2 separate regions of the Rattus norvegicus genome follow, and region 1 is linked to region 2. Evidence: chromatin contacts called from public Hi-C data. All regions are on one chromosome and are shown on one strand. The core of a region is the stretch at or near the end of the contact, and the rest is flanking DNA. Distances in the headings are between cores, read along the strand shown.

The links. A called contact is a pair of places that touch in the nucleus more often than the background predicts.
Region 1: a contact with region 2 is called in a Hi-C map of the A7r5 cell line, with 2.1 times the contacts expected there. The contact joins the enhancer-like site here to the promoter of Aplf in region 2. A contact is called at or near these places in 2 of 12 Hi-C or Micro-C datasets (the A7r5 cell line and Schwann cells).

Annotation. Positions count from the first base shown.
Region 1 is chr4:121,759,992-121,764,466 of GRCr8, reverse strand. The region is part of intron 2 of Efcc1 (EF-hand and coiled-coil domain containing 1); the gene reads right to left. Among named protein-coding and RNA genes, the nearest start is that of Efcc1, 16 kb to the right of the region's middle. Within about 2 kb of position 3,071, at least 21 of the 93 cell types and tissues checked have an H3K27ac peak or open chromatin away from gene starts, as enhancers often do. A contact at or near this core is called in the A7r5 cell line, where this site is marked.
Region 2 is chr4:121,676,696-121,681,503 of GRCr8, reverse strand. Aplf (aprataxin and PNKP like factor) reads left to right here and starts at 1,572. Exons shown (of 10, transcript NM_001173382.1): 1 at 1,572-1,877; 2 at 4,259-4,330. The coding sequence starts at 1,782.

The DNA of each region.
Region 1 (4,475 bases), core at 1,822-4,321, 81 kb before region 2:
CGCGCTTCTCTTTGCCGATAGGGAACAGACATGAAACCCATTTTTAGAGAATGGGATGTGTTGCAGGATATTTGATCACACTGTGAATCCTCAGATTGTGTCACTTACTGGAAAAACCTGTTTTTAGTTGTGGTGTGGCTCAGGTCTTGCACACACCTTTAGTTCAAGAGCTTTCTGCAGGGGTTGGGGATTTAGCTCAGTGGTAGAGCACTTGCCTAGCAAGCGCAAGGTCCTGAGTTCGGTCCCCAGCTCTGAAAAAAAAAAAAAAAAGAAAAAAAAAAGAGCTTTCTACTTCAATACTGTAAACAGGATTAAATAAAGTCAACTATCGGTCAAGTGATGGTGTAAGCAATCCATTGACAGGCAGTGAACAGAGGATTATTAAGAAAAAAAAACATAGAGAGTAAGAGGGAGTCAGTCAGGAGGATAGACAGAGACACACAGGAAGTAAAAGGGAGGAACATTCAGTTGGAAGGAGGTTTTTTCCTTCTGTTTTTGATTTTTTTGTTTTGTTTCGTATTGTTTTGTTTTTGAGGATGGCAGCATGAGAGAGGGGCATTGTTTCTGGAACATCGTCTGCTGAGGAGAAAGGCCAGCTGGGTGCTTTCTCTCTCTCTCTCTGACAAGCAGGCTTTCACCCCAGCAGGTTCCAGAGTCCTCACTGGTAAAATTGAATGATTGAGATTTTGTTGGAAAAAAAAAAACACCAAAAAAAAAAAAAAACCACACCAGAAAACAAACAAACCAAAAACAAACAAACAAACAAACAAACAAACAAAAACAGGAATGCAAGGCAAAGTCTTCTGCAGACACTTCAGGACAGATTTTCATCTGTGTAACAAGAATCACGAGGCATCACCAACAGTGGTTTGGACCCTCCCACATCGGTCACTAAATAAGAGTATGCAGCAAAGACTTGTAACAGGCAAATCTGGTAGGGACATTTTCTCAGCTAGGTTCTCTCCTCCCAAATGACTCTAGCCATGTCAGACTGACATACAGCTAGCTATCACACCTGTACCATGGCCCCCCTCCCAACTTCTTTCAGCTTAACTTCATCTCTCTGAGGTTCTATAACGTCCCCAGACATCTTGGGACTACATGTCTGCACATGAGCTTGTGGGGACATTCCACGTGTCAACCATAGCAATAAGTAATGCCATTGTCCTTATTTCACAGAGAAGGTCTCGTCAAAGGGACAGGAAGCCCCTAGAGTGGCATGGCATAGCTGCTGTCAGCTTCAGGAGCCTGCAGGCCACATACATGGGTTTGGGAAGAGGAAGCCCCTAGGCAGGGCTGTGGCAAGGACGTAAGGTAAAGAAAAACGTTGGAACCATTTTCTGAGGGTTCCATGTGGCTTTTTCCTGCTACATGGGATTTCTCTGAGACCTCCGTGGTTGACAGAGCTGTACCCCCCTTGTTAAGTCACCAGGAGGCATACTGTATTTCCCTGTCCTGTGTTCTCCAGGGGGGGCCCTATTTCACCGAGTACCATCCTCTTTTGGGATCCTTAGTGGAGTAAGGGTGTTTCTAGGAGATGTCAGGGTGCCCATGACCTGGAAGGCCTTGTTGGAGCCTCCTTAGTGGCTAGATAGATCTGGAGAAATGAACTCTGGTGACTCCCACTATTCCTTAGACTCAAGTCCTCTGTGTGGCTGGGCGTTCCCGCCAGCTGGCCACAGCCACACCCTCCTGGAACCCTAGTGTGCCTCTGATGGCTTCCATCTTGCAGTCCATGGCCACCTCTGGCTGCCAGCCCAGGGGCTTAAACAGTCTGACAGGAGCCAGATGTTGCATTTTCTTCTCATCCCAGAGGTTCCTAGCTTCCTCTAACAGGCTCCCTTCTTAGTTCGGTGATGCCAAGGGGCCACAGAAGCTGCCATCAGCCTGCAGGACCACATCTTCGCTGTGTGAGCCCTGCAACTCCCTCACCCTCCTCTGAGCTGTCTCAGTTCATTTCCCACGTGTTTACCAATGACCAGTAATGGTCTCTACCATTGAGTTGGACATTTGGGGGTCCTATGATGAAATGAAACAATGGATGTTTGGGGTGAGTTTAGGGAGAAACCAGATGAATGTGGAGACTGTGTGTATCCAGCTAAGCATTTATTTCAAATGTCTCCTAAAAATAGTGAGCGCATTCGTTTTATTTATTGTCTTTTAAACTTTATAATAGTGATATGACTTCCTTTTAAGATTATTTAAGCTGGGCTGGAAGTGTAGCCAGGGGCAGAGTTTGTCTCGCATGTGTAGAGATCTGGGTTCCATCCCAGCACTGCAGAGAGAGAGGGGTGGGGGAGGAAAAGGAGGTGTCAACTTAGGGGAAAACAGTAATTAAGTAACAGGCTTTACATATGGCAAAGGGGGCTGAGGCCTGGGCAGTCCAAGGCTAAAAAATGCTGAAATATTAGCAGTAGTTTGGGGCATCATCGGAGCAGGGCTCCTCCCAGACAGGCTTCCTTTGACTCTAACAGTCCGGAGCCATGGAGATCTGGACCGTTTCCTGGAAGCCAGCATATTGAAGATTTGGTGTTAGCTTGGTCTTACTGGGCCATGACGGAGCTTATTATGAGGTAGGGCCTCATGGGATAAAGTAATTTGGGTGTGCTCCTGGGGGTGGTATTTTTGGGCTCCTCACCCTTTCTTCTTTCTTTGCTTTCTGGTCCAGGAGGTGAGTAGTTTTGTCCCCTGACCCACAAGCAAAGCTACAGATCCATTTCTTTAGCCACCTTACCACGCTGGCCACATTCCAAGTGCTCAGTAGCCAGACATGGCTCTGGCGTAACTTTGAAAAGCACACAGAGAAAAAGAGAGGAAGCTTCTAGCTCATCTTAGTCAGGACAGCGCAGTCCAGGCATGGGCATTGGTCTAAAACAAAGGCTAACAGGTAAGTGACTAGCGTCTTACCACAGACCCCAAACAGCATGGCTAACCAGCCATGACCGTGAATAACCAGGACCGTGAGCCAAGTGCCCCTCCCCCATCTCTCCACGCCTGGGATTGGCCAGAGGGCCTCATGAATGCCGACCCAGCCCAACCCCAATGGTTTCTTAGATACTTTGTTATTATGACAGAAAGTTGACTAACACAGACATTGTGGAGCATTCCTCAGCTTGAATCTGAGAGCAGGCTGGATAAACAGTACACTTTTTATTTTGAAAAAAATTAATGTAATGATAGTGAACAGTAACTTAAATGGGGAAAAATAATTTTCTATTACAATTCAGTATGAAATATTCAGATATAATGAAGCTTTCAGGTACTTGAACCTACACATAGTGGTGAGTCTGTATTTAAAAGGGTCAGGGTAGTATTTACTTGGATGCTGTTGGTTATCCTTCATATATCTGACATTTTGAAACACAGGATAAGAACATATTTTCAGATAGACAGATGGGCAGGTAGACACACAGACACACGGACATAAGAGTGAGGAGTTACAGCGTCCGGCAGTGGGAAGGACTCAGCTTCCACCATCTGCGGTGTGCTTGGGAAACGATGAGCAGCTCTTGGGGAATTCCAAACAAAACAAAGTATAATGCCTCAGCTCACAGAGTCCCGTGCTCTCGGAAAATTCTTTGCATTTTATAACTGTGCCAAAAGCTGTTTATTCATCCAGCGGAGTTCAACTCTGAGTTTAGAGTGTTACTGTAGCTATCTCTTTGCTACTTTGAAGGTTCTCCTTTCTTTCACCCTTTCCACACTTTTCCCATTCTTTCAGCCCCCTAACACTAGATATAGGAGAGAATAAAGGATAGAAAAGAGATGGAGCGACATTACCATTAGACTCCTTGCTGCTGATTAGGGGCAAGTCTGATCTTCACCATCAGGATGTCTAGTTTTTCCTTCTACTTGTTTCTTCTTTGTGCATGACTGCTTAACATATCACAACCGACAGCAACCAACAGCAACTGACAGCAACCTACCAACCACCAGCTCTCAGGCCCTAGCATCTATTTACCCTCTGATAAGTCTCCAGAATTTGAAACGTCACATGATCACAGAAACTACCTGCAGCTGGCAAAATCACGCCCCTGCTAGGGCACGAGGCAAATCATAGTCACTTGCAGTGAGGCAGCCCCATATTCCACACCTGGGAGTAAAAGGAAAACATATTCCTGTAATATTTCTGTATTTTTCAAAGAAACCAAAACTCCAAAATTATCACTACAATCACAGCGGAAGTGTTTAGTGCACAGATGTCCAGCTGACCACACAGAAGCTGTGCAGGAGTGGGGACCAGAGGCTCGTTTTCCTGGTGTGAGAAGCCCTGTGTCTAGTCATCCTCCCACAGTCCTTGAGGAGACAGCTTCTTGTTGTTCCTGACTCCTCCATAGTTTTGGTCTCACGTCTTCCTGGCCAGCCTGGGCTGGTCATACTTTCATGTTGGTTATGGCCTGCGGACAGGCAGCTAAGGAGCGTGTCTGTACCTTAGAGGGGTGCCATCTAAGGTTTCTGCAGTCTGCCTTTTCCTC
Region 2 (4,808 bases), core at 323-2,822:
TGTCTTCGGCCTCCTAAAGTAAGGTTAAGGTTTAAAGAGGGGGGCAGCGTTAGAATATCTGAGCCATCTCTGGCTAAGGTGTGGCCCTGCCCATTACTGCCAAGTCTCTAGTTGCTTCAGCAAGATGTTCTGACAAGTTGATAGGTCTGTGAAATCTCTCTGGGGGAAACGTCTCTCATTTTGATAGGTCTGGCTTTTGGCTTTTCATCCAGCATGGGATCACTGAGGAAAATTCTAGTCTCTTAGGGCCCACTGCTCTGAGAGTCAAAACGAGGGTCACAATGACTTTTTAACTTCATTTCTGCCAGACTGGTGACAAGGTGGTCTCTTGGGGGAAGAGATGACCTTGTTGCCCCATGGAGGCATTAGGTGATCAGACTCCAGCCCCATGACAGGATGACCTCCTTCCGCAGAGTCATGCTGTGCAGGCCTCAATATGGAAGAGAAACCCTGAAGGCCTTGCAGAGTCTGTTCTCAGTCACAAGAAAGGAAAAAATCTTAACAGAGCAGTGCCAGACTCTGGGCCAGGCTTCTTCCAAAGAGAAAGTTCCCTGTGGCTGGAAGCCCTGAGCTTAGCAACTGACTTCTCCATAGAAAAGACCACCTCTGCCCTCCTCCTCCGCCCGAAGGTTTGTGCCAACTCCCCAACTCCAGATAGACTGCTTCCCCCAATCCAGGCCTCCACCAAAGGGAAAGAGGCCCGCTACAGATCCCAGCCAGAGAACAGGCCTCCTCTACAGAGAAGGAAGATCCTCCGGCCCCATGGGCCACGTGCCTAAGGCAGGCTTCTGCCTTTGAGAAGAGAAGACTCAATTGAGCATGGGGCTCTTGCACAGGAGAGTTAATGACCCTCGAGGCTGAACCCTAAAAGTCTAAATCCAGACATACTCCTTGGGGTAGGGAGGACAATCCTATCATTAAAGCCTAATTTAGCTGAAGCCGTTTCCTTATGGAAGGAAAGGAGAAGAAACACATACACACACCATACTCCACTGGGAAAAGAACATCATCCTGTTGAAGTCACAGGGCCACCAGGCCAGCACTGTGGCTATTTATTTATTTATTTATTTATTTTTTTCCGGAGCTGGGGACCGAACCCAGGGCCTTGAGCTTCCTAGGCAAGCACTCTACCACTGAGCTAAATCCCCAACCCCGACTGTGGCTATTTAAACACTCAGGCCAGGGCTGGTGAGATGCCTCAGTGGGTTAAGAGCACTCACTGGCTGCTTCTTCCAGAAGTCCTGAGTTCAATTCCCAGCAACCACACGGTGGCTTACAACCATCTATAATGGGAATCTGATACCCTCTTCTGGCATGGGAAAGCATACAGAGCACTCACATATGAAATAAAACAAACAAAAAAGATGTAAACACTCAGGCTTAGACCTCATAACTATTATAGTTCCACCCCCACACCCCTGCGCAGAGATGCACGCATTGCCTTTCGGGATTGGTAGTTTTTCCTATGATGACTGCATCCCGGAAAGGAGCGGAAGGGAGTTGTTAGAGACTACAAGACCCAGAGTTCCATGAGTCTTGTGGGAGGAAGCGCTGGAAGATTGTGGGTGTGAGTTACAGTTTTAAGCTGTAGTTTGGCGGTGAGCTGACAGGTAATTCCTGCACGAATCACAAGCTCTCAAGAAGTAGGGATTCCGGAAAGGGAAGAAGTTCACTCACTAGAAAAGGAGCCTCGGGTCTCACACCCCTTTGGGACTTGCGCGGCGTGTCTGAGGGAGGTGGCTACGAGGTATCTCCAGGCGAAGGAATCTGATTTTACCACCATGTCTTCGGAGTTCTTTCTGCATCCTCTGGACGGCGGTCCCCGCGTGCCCGTGGGGCCGGGGCAGACTGTGATAGGCCGCGGGCCGCTGCTGGGAGTAAGTGTGGGAGGTACTCCTGGGCGTGGGCAGCCAGAGTTTGTTCGGCTGAGGCTGTCTCTGTCTCCTGTCCTTGGGAACTCCACACCTTGACTCTGCTTGTCAAGACTTTATAGGTTTGGGGCAGTAGGTTTTCAAGCAACGTTAGTCAAGTCACCGACATTTCTTTTTGGTGCCTGGAAAACGTACGGAAAGAGTTAACATCATTATCCTATCCAGCTGGCAAACTGGGGCCAAATCCAAGTTGAGCTTAGGGTTATAAGATGTAGAATGTAAAAAGACCAAATAAACAAAAACGCTATTAAGTATTTAAAGACGAATAGTACTTTAAAGGTTAACGTGTCACATGTTGACCTACAAAGCTTACCCTATTTACAGTACCGTATGGCCCATCACAGAGAAGGTTGATGGCCAGTGACCTCCCCTAAGCTAACTTCTTTTATTCCCTGGCCTCTTTTGTGGGGCCGATGGGCCTTACCAATAATAGTAATATTCCTTTTGGTGATATCAGAAGCAATCGTTAAGTTGTCTGGGTAGTGAAGCAGTCATTATTCTAAAGAGATACTTTAGATTTACTACTTAGATGCTTTCTATTAGCCTCGTTGAAATGAGGAAGTTGGAGTTTAAACTGGTCACTAAGGTATAATATATTCTTTACCTTCTTTGGGAAGAGTAGGAACCAGAACATTTCCAGTTTGCACTATGAAATTATATTCGCGTTGCCATAAGACATAGCATTTACAAAGGCCACTCAAGAAAACCTGGCGATCTAGTTAAAATATCACAAGGGAGAGATGGGTTAGCCATTAAGAGTCTGGAACTTCTTACAGAGGATTGAGTTCCCAGCAGCTATGTCAGGCAATTCACAAATGCTTGTAATTCTGCCTCTCTGGGCACTGTACATACATGCCTATCCTGACACACAGGTATGCATATATAACAAAAAATAAAAATGTAAGAATTAAAAGAATTTCTGTTTTAAAAATCTGTGTGTATTTCCCACCTGAGCGGTATTTTCTGTTTTCTTGCTGCCCTGTTTCCTGGTTTCTTTCTCTTCTTTCCCCATTATCATATGAGTTTTGTGCTCCAACATAGACTGTCAGATTGGCGTTTCTGTCTTTCTTGTGCATCGTCGCTAAAGTGTTTTGTAATCTCCACCTCCGGATTGGGCTTTAGATGTTGATATGTTTTGCTCTAGCTGTTGATTCTTGTGGGATGTGTTGGAATGTTAGACTTTAGGTTATTTTAAATATATTTGTCTTTAAAGAGAGGATCTCACTACGTAGCCCAAGCTCCCCTTGGACTCAAATTTTTCCTGCCTCATTTCTCTGAGCCGGGTTTACAGGCACATATGTACCCAACGAAACCACTTTCTATTTATTTTTTATTTTTTATTTTTGGTCAAGAGATGATGTTTGTAATGAAATAAACCATGTGTCCACCAGAGGTCACACTATACTTTTGTATTATTCAAGATATCCTTTTCTTCCTAGTGTTAGGCATACTTAAAAGATAGATCTAAAAGATCTGTTATTGTTTATGTGGATAGTGTACAAAAGGAAGGAAGTGTACAAAAGATGGACTGTCAGAGGGACCGTTTTTCTATATGAATGACCTTACATGGGTCTAGTCATGTGACTGTTTTCTCACATATACCCTCTGTTTTTATTCGTAAGGATCTTGAACACTGCATATTCTGAGAGTGACTGCCCAAGTTACCTGCATCCTCTGGGCTTTCAGGATCCAAATATGTAAAATGATTAGTAGTTGCTGCTGTGAGGTAGGAAGGACGATAGTTTCCAGCATTTAAAATATAAGCAATTCGGAACATCGTTGTGGGTGAGTGATTGTGAATTGAGCATTACTAACCCAAAACAGGAAGTGATCATATCGAAGACATAGAGGTTGTTTTCCTCCTGCCTTTTTTTTTTTTTTTAACTGCCACACGTGGTCCCAGAACAGAAAAACTTTTCAGCCTCTGTCTACCCTTATGGTCACATCCTTCGGATTTACCACGTAGTTTAAGACAGGCTGAATTTTTATATTTGAAATGTTTCCTAACAGTACATATTGTATGTTATTTCTCTTGTTTGGTAGATTCATTAGTAGGAATCCTGTCTAGGAATGTTTCATGTATGGGAACTGGAGGGTTTGGGGCTGCATAGACTGTAGGCTTTTCTGGGTGTCATTTACTCTTCCATGATGTCGGTAGGTCTCCCCTCTTCACCACTGTGTCATCTGTTAAATGAGCGCAGTTATTTGACATGCAGTTATGAGTTAATAATATATGTAATGTCTGACCTGCTCGTCTCATACGCATTGCTAAGGGTTCGTTTATTTTTCAGGAAGCGGCTCTATTTGACATCTTTTTCCCCTTGTAGATAACAGATAAAAGAGTATCCAGAAGGCATGCCATTCTTGAAGTGGTTGATAGTCAGCTCCGAATCAAACCAGTGAGTATGTTGATCTCTTTTAACCCTTGGCCTCTTGCCCTTCTAGCAACTGACTGGAGAGGCCTCAGGCTTGGCAATAGGGAATTTATGTCAGAGCCCATTCTCCTGATAGCTGCAAGATAAGTACCTAAATAGTAACTTATTTCTCATAGTACAGAGCTGAATCTGAATGGTTAGATTAATGGAAGATGATTGCCTGGGTGTAAATTGTAATTTTGTTTGTAATTTCCGTAAGAATACCTGTGACATGGGTAAGTACACGCCCCGTGTAAGTGAGAACCCGAGCTCTGATCCCTGGCACACACACATGAAAAGCCGTGTGTGTGTGTGTGTGTGTGTGTGTTTGTTTGTCTAACCACAGTGGTGAGGGGGGCTGAGACAGTGTGCCTGTAGCTTGCTGTCCAGCTCAGGCTCAGTGAGAGTCCCTGTCTCCAGAGAAGAGGGAAGAGTGTGGTAGGGGAGGAAACCCCTCTCCCTC